2 separate regions of the Capra hircus genome follow, and region 1 is linked to region 2. A link is a contact called in public Hi-C data. All regions are on one chromosome and are shown on one strand. Each heading gives the region's core, a stretch centred on a gene start, on an enhancer-like site or on the middle of the called end of the contact. The rest is flanking DNA. Distances are from core to core; before and after follow the strand shown.

The links. Hi-C and Micro-C count contacts between places; a contact is called where the count stands out from the background.
Region 1: a contact with region 2 is called in a Hi-C map of blood, with 4 times the contacts expected there. The contact joins the promoter of PAFAH2 here to the enhancer-like site in region 2. A contact is called at or near these places in 3 of 5 Hi-C or Micro-C datasets (blood and liver).

The regions. Positions count from the first base shown.
Region 1 is chr2:8,861,906-8,868,353 of ARS1.2, reverse strand. It overlaps PAFAH2 (platelet-activating factor acetylhydrolase 2, cytoplasmic), which reads left to right and starts at 2,916. Exons shown (of 11, transcript XM_005676826.3): 1 at 2,916-3,047.
Region 2 is chr2:8,763,173-8,769,608 of ARS1.2, reverse strand. STMN1 (stathmin) reads left to right here. Exons shown (of 5, transcript XM_005676827.3): 5 at 1-300. Among named protein-coding and RNA genes, the nearest start is that of PAQR7, 29 kb to the right of the region's middle. Within about 2 kb of position 4,763, at least 1 of the 5 cell types and tissues checked has an H3K27ac peak or open chromatin away from gene starts, as enhancers often do.

The DNA.
Region 1 (6,448 bases), core at 1,667-4,166, 100 kb before region 2:
CAGCAGTCAAGATGCAGCACGGCCAAAAATAAATAAAATTTAAAGAGTATGCAATTACCTTGGTTATCTGTTTATTATCTGGCTCCTCTCAATAGAATGAGAGTACCATGTGGGTAGGGAATTAATCTCTCTATTTACTGCTGCCCTATTTCCAGCACTTAATTTTGTTACTACAGTAACAGTAATAGATCCTATTATTATGGCAACAATAATAGAGAAGGACAGTTACTGTTCTTGATCTTTATTAAGCATGTACACTCTACCTGTTTGTTGTTGTTCAGTCACTAAGTCATGTTGATCTTTATTAAACGTACACACTCTGCCTGTTAACAAGACGTTAAAAGAGGATTCATCCACACTCCAAATGGGTCCAGAGATGATAGAGACAAAAAGTGATGGCTCCCTTGAGGGGATGAGTGATTATAAACTGGGAAGGGACAGAGACCACATTTTGGGGGTATTGGAAATGTTCTACATATCAAACTGGGTGACGGTTATATCAAATTTTTTTTAAAGGTTGAGCTGTACAGTTAGTGCACTTCACACACTTTATTGTATGCATGTTATAGTTTGATTTCGAAAAGCGTTGTCCATCAACTTCAGCAGGTAGGGAGGAGAAGAGGAAACCCAAAACTGGTCACTCAGATGCCAACTTAAAGTAACTTAGGGACTTCCCTGGTGGTCCAGTGGTTAAGAGTACGAGCTCCCAATGCAGGGGGCCTGGGTTCAATCCCTGGTCAGGGAACTAGATCCCACATGCCTCAACTAAGAGTTTGCACGCTGCAACTAAATATGCCACAACCAAGGAATCAGCACGCTGCAATGAAGATCAAAGATCCCGAGTGCTGCAATTAAGACCTGGAACAGCCAAATAAACAAACAAATGTTTAAAAATGAATAAAGTAATTCAGCAACAAGGTAAAGGCTGGAATGGGATGGTAGTCAACCAGAAGAGATCCTTGGACAACTGGACGATGGGATCTATAGTGAAAGCCTGGGAAATTAACCACTTGTTAAAAACCGTTGCATTTGGGTTGTTATCTCCAAAAAGACTAGACTGGAAGGAAATGCATTTGAACTCAAGTATTTTATTTTGCAACAGGAGTTTGGGCCCAAAGAAGATCTTCCTAACATTGACAAAGGAGGCTGTGAGATTCCTCTTCCTGGGAAGTTTAAAACTTAGTTGGCCAGCAGATGTCCCCAGCATGGCCTAGTCTGGGAGTCGGAGACAGAGAAACCAACTGCAGTGGCCCCTCTCCTAACTAGGGACTCTGATTAGTCATGTGTTCTGTGCCAGCTGCAGAGCACTAATTAATTAGCCAAAGAGAACCATCTCTGATGTGCACTAAGGTTTTTATGTTCTGCCATCACCGCCACCAACCACAGCTTTAATTACTGTGGCTTGATTACCACAGTGTGGTGCTACAATCACTCTCCCCTGATGACTTTATTTTGGTTCCTGGAAGGATGGTGGTGGTGACGGTGTGTCAGGAGGAGAGGAGGGTCTAAAGAAGCCTGAAGCATGGAATCTGGACACTGGCAATTTGAGGGTATGTGGTTGGGAGGGAGGAGGGATCAGCTGTAGGACTCATCACCTGACCTCAAAAAACTCACAGTTTAATGGAGAGTTAAGACCTCCCACCGAGATGGCACAGGGCAGTGTGAGGTAAGGCCCCAAATGAGAGGTGCACACAAATATCCCAGCAACTGAGAGGGGGCAGAAGTTGTTTGGACTGGAGGGGAATCAGGGAGGCTTCGTGGAGAGGGAGGATCGAGAGGAATTGTCAAGGAAGAACGGGATTCGACAGACACAAAGCAGGGCAGAGTGTTTGGTGGAGAGAAGAGCGTGAATAAAAGTGTGGGGGGAACAATGAGAACCTACAACATCTTGAGACTGGGTGAACGTAGCTGGGGGCAAGGCAGAAGGGCAATTTCTGTCAGAAAAACAAAAATAAAAACCATGAGCAACACTTCAGAATAATTGGTGGTTTGGGGCAAGTTAGGGAGGACCTAGAATGTCAAGCTAAGAAGCTGGGACCTCATTCAGCAAGGAGTAGGAAGTCTTTAAAAGTTTTTAAGTTGCTTGGTTGATCCAATTTTCTTATGAAGTTTACCAGACTCCTGAGACTCCATTCCTCACACTCTGCTCCAGCCAGAGTGTTAAATATTCTTCGTACTCTGTATTCCTGGCCAAGTCCTATTCCTTCAGTTCTCAATTTTAACATTTCTCTAAGATCTCTACGAAGCCTTGAAGACACTGTCCTATTTCCCCCAAGCCTGGGCAGATTAGCCCTTTCAAGAAGGCTCCCATAACCCTTTGGGCTTTCCCCATTAGAGCAACTATCGCTGTGTAATTCTTCCTTTGTCGGGATCCTCCGCTGGGCTGTGAATTCTTCTGAGGTTAGCAACACAACTCGTTCACCAGGGTGTCTCTGAGAACCAGCACAGAGCCAGCAAAGTGAGGGTGGAGGGAGGAGGGGCTAGGGACAGAGGGACAGGGAGGAATCTCTCAGTTTTCTCTCAGTTCTTGGATAGGAGTTTCGGAAGGACAACTGAATTTATCACACGTGTCAACAGGTACAGGTTCGTAAAGGACACAAAATAAGCTCAGATCTCCTCAGCTCCCCTGTGAATAAAGCTAATCCCTGTCTATCTCCAGGCACACCCAGGAATTATTTGAGGAACGGTGCGGCGGAGGGTTACTAGCCGGGACTATAAACAGTAACCCTCCGCTCGGGCTTTGTCATCCTGGTGGCGGCTCTTCGACCACCAGGGGGAGGAATCGTACTTCATCCCGAACTTCGGCAGGTTTCCCACAACGAAGAGGGGCCGTGTAGAACTCTGGGAATTGTAGTCTTGGGATCTTATGGGCACTCTTCGCGATGCACCTCGGGAATTATAGTTCTGGACAGAGGCGGGACATGCTTTTAAGTGCTAATGTCGCGTTCTGGAAACTACAATTACCAAGGGGCCACCAGCTCCTGGACAGTTTCTTGTTTCCGTCGAGTTGACCGTCTGGGCTGCTTCTGAGGGATCAACGTGATTCGGTAAGTCTGGAGAAAGCCTCTGTTCTGAACTGAGGTGTCTGCGGATTTTGTCACATTCCAGCCCTGTTTGGGGGCGCCTCGTCTCAATCCCAGGAGCTCCCCATTGTCTTTCACCTTTTCTGTTTCCTGTTGAGACACCTCCAGTATCCACCCGCACCCTTTACTCTCCGGCTGTCATCTTGCATTGTCACTCCTGGCGCCCCCGAAGCCCCACCGTGAGCTCTCGGCACACCCCCTCTGAAACCTGGGCTTCTTTATGTTCCGCACCTTCTATGTGCTTCACTCTTAGCCTCACTTTCCTGGTTTTCATGCTGATGGAACAAGGGTCACCATTCCTTCTTCCCAACCCACGGAGTTGCTCAGAACTGGAGTTCAGCAGAGTTGGGTTTTATTATTGCAGCTCTGCAACTCCTTTGCTGTGTGACCTTGGGCAGATCACACCCCCTCTCTGGGACTCACTCTCTTCATCTACGAAGGGGAGATGACAGTTGCTCTCCGTCTTAGCTTGAGGCTATGTTCTGGAGCCAATAAGCTAATATGTGTGAAAGTACTTTGTAAACTGTAAAGCCTCCACAAGCGAGAGAGATTATTTTTACTGTAATTATTAATGCTCTGAAATACTCTCATCTTGGCTCCTTTTATAGCGCTGCCCCTCTGTTGCTCAAACCTGCCCCTTGAGTGCCTGGTGTCTCCATCCTCTAAGAACAGGATATTTCCTCACTTCCCCAGAGATCACAGACTAATGAGAGCTTTGTCTGAAAGGAAGCCCCAGAGAAGTGCTTATCTTGGACTATGTCCTGAAATAGCCAGGGATGAAAAGTCCACACAGCTGGCAGAAGGGTGGTCCCTGCTCACTGAAATCAGGGCCCGAGCAGGAGATGGACAGCTGCAATGTAAGCCCTCTCTGTTCCCTTTGGGATCTTCTGGGCCTATATAAGGGCTTCCCTGGTGGCTCAGACGATAAAGAATCTGCCTGCAATGCAGGAGACCTGGGACTGATTTTGAAATAGGTGTCTCAGACCTGATAAGACTGAAAGGAAAGAAACCATTTTGTCAAAGGATTTAATCCAGAAAACCACAAATCCCGCCCCCCCCCACCCCCGCAAAAGAAAAAAGCTTGGCTGCTGCTGCTAAGTCGCTTCAGTCCTATCCGACTCTGTCTGACCCCATAGACGGCAGCCCACCAGACTTCCCCACCCATGGGATTCTCCAGGCAAGAATACTGGAGTGGGTTGCCATTTCCTTCTCCAATGCATGAAAGTGAAAAGTGAAAGTGAAGTCGCTCAGTTGTATCTGACTCTTAGCGACCCCATGGACTGCAGCCTACCAGGCTCCTCTGCCCATGGGATTTTCCAGTAAGAGTACTGGAGTGGGGTGCCATTGCCTTCTCCGAAAAGCTTGGCTGGGTATAAAGAAAAAGAGACATAAAATTGTTAATTAATTCCTAACATTTTTATGAGCACTTAAAATGCCCCAGACCCTAGGCAATATTGCTTTTGTTACTAAATTTCACTTATGAAGTGTCCTCATTTTACTCACAAGGAACTTAGGCTAAGAGATCATGTAGCTAGTTATGGTTATTGTGCCTTCTATATGTTAGGTGTTTCATATACTTTCATTTAATCCTCATCAGCAATTTCATGAGTGACTGTTATTTCTATCATGTGGAAAAATTATCAGAGGCTTAGAATTGAAGGAACTTGCTCAAGGTTAAACAGCCAGTTAAATGGTGGAGGTGGAATTCAGACTGTCACCAAAGCCTTTCTTTTCCCACTATACCATGTAGTCTAATTTTTAGATCAAAAAGACATTGATTAAAGAATTGAGAGGGTTTAAATCAAAGCCAAATAAAGGAAGCATTTATGGGGTCCCTCTGTGTGGGGAAAGCATGAGGATAGATGGTTTATCCTCCAAAGAAATGTAAAACACATTCTACCTCTGTAGCATATCTGAAGAGATAAGGCGTAAGTGTGTGAAAAATTAAATAGCATTCATTGGATCAATTGGTTACTGAGACCAGTTCTATGCAAACCACTACATTAAGCCAGGAACTGGCAGGAACATGCTTCTAGGTGGCCATGGGGATTAAACCACGTGATATCATAATCATTATCTTTTCATTAATATGAAAATGGTGGGCTAGAATACCATATCCACTCAGTAAATGTTTATTGTATGCCCATGTCTGAAAAAAAGAGAAATCCTGGGTACCATCTGGACCAGAGGTTCTCGAACCTTGGGGGTCAGAAAGCTTGGGAAGCTTTATAAACTAATTGATCTCTGGCAATGGGGCTCTAAAAGCTTTGTTTTTGAAAAGTTTTCCAGGTGATTGTGAAATAATAGATTCAGGAACCTCTGATCTAGATTCTACTTGGACCACTTCTTGGAGGCAAGTCACTGATTGAAAACTGCTAGTTGTTGTTGAGCGCTGAGTCGTGTCTGACTCTGTGCAACCCCATGGACTGAAACATGCCGGGCGTCCCTGTCCTTCACTATTTCCTGGAGTTTGCACAAACTCGTGTCCATTGAGTTGGTGATGCCATCCAACCATCTCATCCTCTGTCACCCCCTTCTCCTCCTGCCCTCAAATCTTTCCCAGCATCAGAGTCTTTTCCAATGAATCAGCTTTTTACATCAGGTGGCCAAAGTATTGGAGCTTCAGCATCAGTCCTTCCAATGGATATTCATGGTGGATTTCCTTTAGGATTGACTAGTTTGATCTCCTTGCAGTCCAAGGGACTCTCAAGAGTCTTCTCCAGCTCCACAATTTGAAAGCATCAATTCTTTGGTGCTTAGCCTTTTTTATGATCCAACTCGTACATCCGTACATGACTACCAGGAAAACCATAGCTTTGACTATATGGACCTTTGTTGGCAAAGTGATGCCTTTGCTTTTTAATACACTATCTAGGTTTGTCATAGCTTTCTTCTGATGAGTAAGTGTCTTTTAATTCCATGACTGCAGTCACCATCTGAAGTGATTTTGGAGCCCAAGAAAATAAAATTGGTCACTGTTTCCACTGCTAGAGTAGGTACTAATTCAAGAGCCATCCTGAGGCAGCCTGTGATTGGTTATCAGGTGAGTGATGCATACATACTCGAGTGGAGAAGAGGGAAGATTGGAAGGACTTGAGAAGCTTTACAGAGTACCAGAGATTTCACTAGGCTTTGATGGGTGGGGCAGGTTTGGGTGGGTAGAGAGGCTTTTAGGTAGACATCACCTCAAATTGTTTAGATAAGGTGAACCAAAGTAGGTAGAGACACCTGGACTGAGTTCCTTGGAGAATTCCTTGGCATTTATTAGATATGACACTGGATGCTCTGTGGATGTTTCTTAGGCAAAAATTTGTAAGTTAGGCTGGATTTTCCCATCTCTCCATTCTACTTGGGCATCAGTCAAT
Region 2 (6,436 bases), core at 3,514-6,013:
TAGGGGCTAAAGGGGAGAAACGAAAAGTGTTTTACTCTTTTTCTAAAGTGTTGAAGTCTTTCTAATGTAGCTATTTTTCTTGTTGCATCTTTTCTACTTCAGTACACCTGGTGTGCTGGGTTAATGGCTAGTACTGTATTGGCTCCGTGAAAACATGTCTGTGAAAAGAGTATGTAGTGGCTTCTTTCAAATTGTTAGATGCTGAATATCTGTTCACTTTTAAATCCCAATTCTGTCCCGATCTTACAGACGCTACTGTACTTGAATGGTTAATAAAACTGCACAGTGCTGTTGGTGGCAGTGACTTCTTTCTGTCTAGGTAATAAGTTGTCCAGTGATAGGGACCCTCCTAGTTTGTATTTGTTCCAGATGGGGCCTCGAGGCTGGTGGAAACACCCTGCGCACACATCCCTGCGAGTTCTCTGCCCTGGAGTTTCTGCTCCGGAGTCGTTTGCATTGTCTTCTTCCACAATCGTCACTTTGTTGTGATGCCTCGGCCCAGATCAGCTGTTATGATAGTCTTTCAGATGTTTATTTGCAAACAAGCATTTTTTGTTTTCTGTGTCCCCATTAAGAAGGCAGACTGAAGGCACAAATGGTGTTTCTAGAGAACAGTTTAGAGAAACCTTAAGATCCTAGTTAAGAGGTATTGGATGCTTTATTTGCTTTATGTTACAGGCTGGGGTTGGGGGTGAATCCTAACACTTGCCTGCCTTAGGAACCATTTTTCAGGAATCAAAAGATTAGTAAAACTTTCTGTACCCCTCTAGCAACCCCTGTGACCTGATAGAGGGAACCTTATTCTCTGGAGCAGCATTGACTTGGGTGGTGAAGGTTGATGGTTGCTTTGTCTTGCATCCAGAGGCTACAGTGTTTACAGTTTTCACCGGCTTGCCTCTGAATTCTGGAAAGCCTTTGGCAGCTTTCCTAGGCTATTTGGGAAATAGCCTTAATTACATATGATTATTTGCTTCTCAGACTAACTGCAGAAAAGCTCTTGGAAACCGCACGCCTCCAGTGAAAGAGTTTCCAGGATGATTGCTAATACTGCAGTGGGGTGAGCATGTTGCCACACTTAACGCTTCTGCAGCTCTTGATTTGGGTTTTATCAAACTTACAAGGATAGCCTGTCAACCTTCCTGTGTTGTTAGGATTAAAAGAATATGTGTGTGTACAGTAGAGCACACTTAAAACTGTGTTTAGTATATATTTAGCACTAATAAAATGATAACCATTTTTAACCAGAGGCTAGTGGGGGAGCTAATAAGTTTATATTGAGTTGCAAATGACTGTACAGCTTTTAAGTGCCTTGAATTGACTTAAAAATTTATAAAGTGATCAATTGTAGGGGTTCTGAAAGAAGACTGAATTTAGAGTCATGGCTGTATAGGGCAAACAGGAAAAAGATAAGTGCAGCTCAGTATGATGGCAATATCTAAACACAGAGGCCGAAGTGCAGCTTGTGTGCAGAAACGCACCGCTGTCCGTCTTCGATCTGTCCTGTAGTGGGTATTAGAGGTTTGCATGGGTGGGATGGTGCCCCTGGGAACCTTTACCAGTTCTGAGTAGCTTGGATATAGAGATGGCCTGAAAGTAGAAATTCATCAGAGTTATGATACTAGATGTCCTACAGAGAGCAGTAGGTTTTTGTTCCCGTGGGACATGTAGGGAACGGAACAGAGATCAGGGAAAAGAAGAGGGTCTAAGATGCACCTGAGGAGGGATCCCCCAGTTGGTTACAGCCAACCCCGTGGTGGCCCTGATTTCGTGTCAAAAGTTCCCACCTTGTGATAGCAGTTGTCACAGGGAACTGAAGGAGATACATCTTACCCATAAAATGAGAAGCCCTGGCGCTTCTGTTTTACCTCTGACCTTCGGAGAGGTACTAGTCCTGGGCCTCAGTTTTCTCAAACATAAAAAGACTGAATTAGGTTAAATAATTGCCATTCAAATTCTTTGCCTGTGACTTGGAAAGAGGGCTTCCCAGATGGCTTAGTGGTAAAGAATCCACCTGCCAATGCAGGAGACTCAGGTTCAATCCCCTGGAGGAGGAAATGGCAACCCTCTCCAGTATTCCCGCCTGGAGAATCCCATGGACAGAGGAACCTGTCCTCTGGGGGTCTCAAAGAGTTGGGCATGACTGAGCAACTGAGCGTACACATATGTGCACAACTTGGAGGAAAGGAGGAGTGGGTGTCCAGGAGCTCCTGGGGATTGTCCAGAGTCCTGGGCCAGAGGACTCAGAGTGAGCCAGGCCAGCCTCTCCCGGTGGTTCCTCTGTCAGAGGTCAGAAATGGTTTGACTGCAGCCTGGGGGCTGTCGCTGTAGAGCACACTCTGTTTCCTTTGACTTGAGTGGAGAATGAGGTGCATCCCTTCCTCTTGAGGCTTTTGTACTTGGATGTGGTGATTGGCCTCAGCAGAAAGGAGGGGCTTGAGGGATGGGAAGAAAGCCCTTAAATCCACATTTAACAAATAGCTAGTATGTGCCCAACTTTGAGCTATGTGCTAGCAACGCAAAGATGAAATGGGGTCCCTGTGCATCTTGTGTTTATGCCTAAAGCGGGTGGAGGGTTGTGGAACGCCTTGATGAAAATATGGCCTCAGTCCCATGCTTGTACTCGTCCAAGTGTGTTTCAGTAGAGGGTGTAACCACAGGATTCGGTGGTCTGGGAAGCTTAATAGAGGAGAGAAGACTTGAGCCAGTCCTCTGAGAAATCAGATATGGACTTGATAACACTTCACTGACTGGGAGGTTTTTGCAGAAACTAATCGGCGATTTGTTATGTAAGTGAATTTTGAAACACTGGTCAATAACGTTCTGTTAACAAAGGACGTTAATATGTCTCTGGTGAGTAGGTTGTTAACATGTAGTTTATGAGGCCCTGCCATGGTTACTGGCTTACGGCAGGCTCTCAGAGATCCCCTCTCTATTCCCTTTATCCTGAGCAGTGGGGGCTTCAGAACACAGAACAGGAGTGTTCAGTGAACAAAGCCATCCTGAGGGAGAGAATGGAGGCGTGGGGCAGGGTGAATTGGAAAGGGAAGGTGATGGAGACCACACTGGGAGGCTGTGGAAGCGCCACGGGGGTGAGGTGATGAGCCTCTGAGCTGGATGGCGCCACTGGGCTCTGGAGACACCGCACCAAGGAACTGGGAGACTTTCTGCTGACGGTGGGCAGCAGGAGGAGAAATAAACCACTCCAGGGCTGGCTGGGGAGTGGTGTTGCCGGTCTGAGGCTACTGTAGGGTGAGCAGTTCCTTTTGGGCGTTGTGACGTTGTCTCCTCAGGTCCAAACGTGTGAGGTGGCTGCTGCTACAGGACAGAGAAGTAAACAGGTCTAGGAGGGCAAAGTAACGCCCACAGGTCTCAGCTGGTCAGGGTCTAACTGGGGCACTGAGTCCAGGCCCTTCCTGGGAAGGGGGCTGCTCTGGCATTTCGGCGTCCCCTCTGCCCCAGATTCAGCCAGTGCTGCCGCCCTCAAAAAGGCCATGAGTGACGATCTTCTGTTACTCTAAGGAAGAAAGACTTAGCCCCACCCGCCAGCCCTTTATAAAGGTGTTGCTTGCATCTGTGTTATCCTCCCCATGAAGAGTTTTGATTTCCAGTGATGTGTTAGCACTGCTTTGTCCTCCCAGATAACCGCTTGGCCACCTTACTGTTAGTTGGGTTTCTGAATCACTGTTGAAAGTGATTTGCTTGTGAACAAGAAGATAAGGCCAGGCTCCTTAGGAGCTTCTCGCTTTGAATGGGAGGTTGGGTTAGGTACCCTGGAAATCGCCTTCCACGTTCAAGCGTAATTCCAGGTCTTCTCTACCTGATTAGATCAGGGATCCTATCTTGGCCATTGAGGGTTCCTCCACTGAGCTGACCTTGAAGGCACCAGAAGCATTACTGGTACTTGAGTCTCTTGCCTTCGGCCTTCCTCCCTCTTTGCCCAGGTCAAGTAGAAGGGCCACAGTGTCCCAGTGGCTGAGGTCCCTGCCAGTGGAAGCTAGCATTCTGCGCTTTGGTGGCACAAGGAAGGCTTTCTGACTCGTTTTATACAGGCACCCAGATTTGTAATACTTAATTGTAGAATTTGATGAGCTCTGAGATGCGGCAGTCTCGGTGGGAGGGGCTCTGGCCAATGGTGGGAAAGGCCCGGGCTTCTCCCAGTGAGATCAAGGGCAGTACCTTCCTTGGGCACCAAATCCTACCACGGGCAAGTGCGGGAGATTACCCAGATGCCCATGGCTGCCACAGCAGAATGGAGAGCATACGGGGGACTGAGCCCTGGGGGTGCAGCGGTCCCTGGGCCCAGACTTCCAACCTGTGGCCTCACACCTATCGGGGGAGAAGCTTCTGGGATTGGTGAGGGGCTTGATGGGGTTCTCTGAGAAGCCTAGGCTCCCTCTTACGTGTTCTTTATAGCTCTCTCTACTTCGTGGCCGTGACTAATAATTATTTGCATGATCTCAGGGGATCCCCAAGACAACCCTATGACATTATCATGCCCATTTCACAGGTAGGAAAGGAGGCCACTGAGACAGATTAGGGTATTTGCCGGAAGTGACAGCTGACCAAGGGTGGAATCAGGAATCCAACCCCAACCTTGTGCTATACTGCAGCTCCTCATGTTTCACAATGAATTCATTATCGTGATTATTCGTTTCAACCATGTGTCTCCAGTTAGAAGGAAGCATTCCCCCAGAGCAGGAGCTGTGCCTGTCACGTCACTGGGTCTCCAGCACTGAGCCTGGCACGTGGTGGGAGCTTAATGTGTGCTGAATTACATGACTATGAGTGGGTGGTGACTCCTCTGGGCACCTGAGTTGTTCCTATCCTGTGTGGACCTGTGGGGAGTCAACCCGATTTTCTAGAAACAAAGGCTGGCTCTGTCCTGGCTTTGCAGACGGGCCTTGAAGGTGCCCAGTCCTTAACATCCTTCTCAGATTCAAGATTTGAGTGCACCAACTGCTGGCCTGCAGCCAGAGTCAGTCCACAGGCTTGTTGGCTTCATTCTGTGCTGTGCTTTAAATTTTTAAAAATTAGTTGACAATTAATTACAGTTGAAAATGTGATTTCAGACTTATCTTCAAAACTCAGAAAATCCTGCAACCCTGTCTGTGCTCTCAGTCCCACCCAGAGGCGATCAGCGCGCTCTGAGCAGCTGCTGCCCCCTTGAGGCGCACTTGCACACTACAGCCTCTGTGCCTCTGGCCCGCCCACTTACGTCCTTACGGATCGCAGGCCTCAGATACACATTCAGGCGAGTTTGCAGGGTTTTCTTTTGGCCACCGTGGCATATGGGAGCTTAGTTCCCCAACCAGGGATTGAACCTGTGCCCACGCATTGGAAGCACAGAATCTTAACCACTGGACAGCAGGGAAGTCCCTGCAGTTCTTGACATAAATGATAGCCATTTTATCAGTTCATCAGATTTTTAAGTCAAAAGTCCACCTGGTACAAAAGGATAGATAAAAGTGACACTCCCTTCTAACGTCCTCCAGGCTGGAGGTCCCTGTGTTCCTTCTTCAGACGTGCCGCAGCACTGTGATCATGGCCACCAAACCACTCGCTGGCACCTCTCACGGGCCAGACACCAACTGGGCATCAGAGTCACATGGCACTTTTTCAAAATGCAGAGACTCAGGACGCTCATCAGACCTTTGCAGGTAGACTTTCTAAAATTGGAGCCCAGGTGTCCAGATGTTTCAAAAACCCACAATGTTTTCTTTTGCTCCGCCAAGCAGACCCCTGTACTCTGACACAACACTCCAAACGCAGGTCCCACTCTGCAGTCCCCACAGCCTGGTGGAAATGTGCCCAGACTCCCAACCATCAAGGCAGCTGAGCTGCTCAGAGCTGTGCAGACTATACCCTGGACAGGAGCACCTAACCAAGACCTGAAATCTAGCCAAGCCCTCAAACCAAGGCCCACCCCACCCAGAGGAGTAGGCACCACTTTCAGATTTTCCATGTCAACCATTCAATGAGAATACATGCAGGGGGACTGTGCTACGATGCAGGGACACAGCTGGCGGCTCCTCGGTTCTGCTGTGAGCCCAGGATGACTTCCCGTAGCAGGTGGCGCTTGGGCCAAGTTTGCTATAGGGGTTAGAAGCAAAGAGGGCACAACTTCACTCCTCTCGTGCAGTTCCGCCCACTCCTCCCCCTACCTCACAATTCCCTATGCCCATCAGGGGCCACCAGCAGGCACACTTTATCTGTAATGCACATCAAGAAGACCCTGCGAGACAGACTAGGGTGGAAGGAGGGGTCCAGGCATAAGTCACATCAGTGGCCTGGGGCTGCTTGGGGTTGACTGGCTTGGTATCCAGAAGTTTCTGCTTGAGGAGCAGTGGGTTCAGAAATGTTGTTCCTTCTGGAATGTCTGAGAGACTGCAAAACCAGAGTCCACCTCTGAGCAGCCTGAATCAGTTCTATCAAAGAG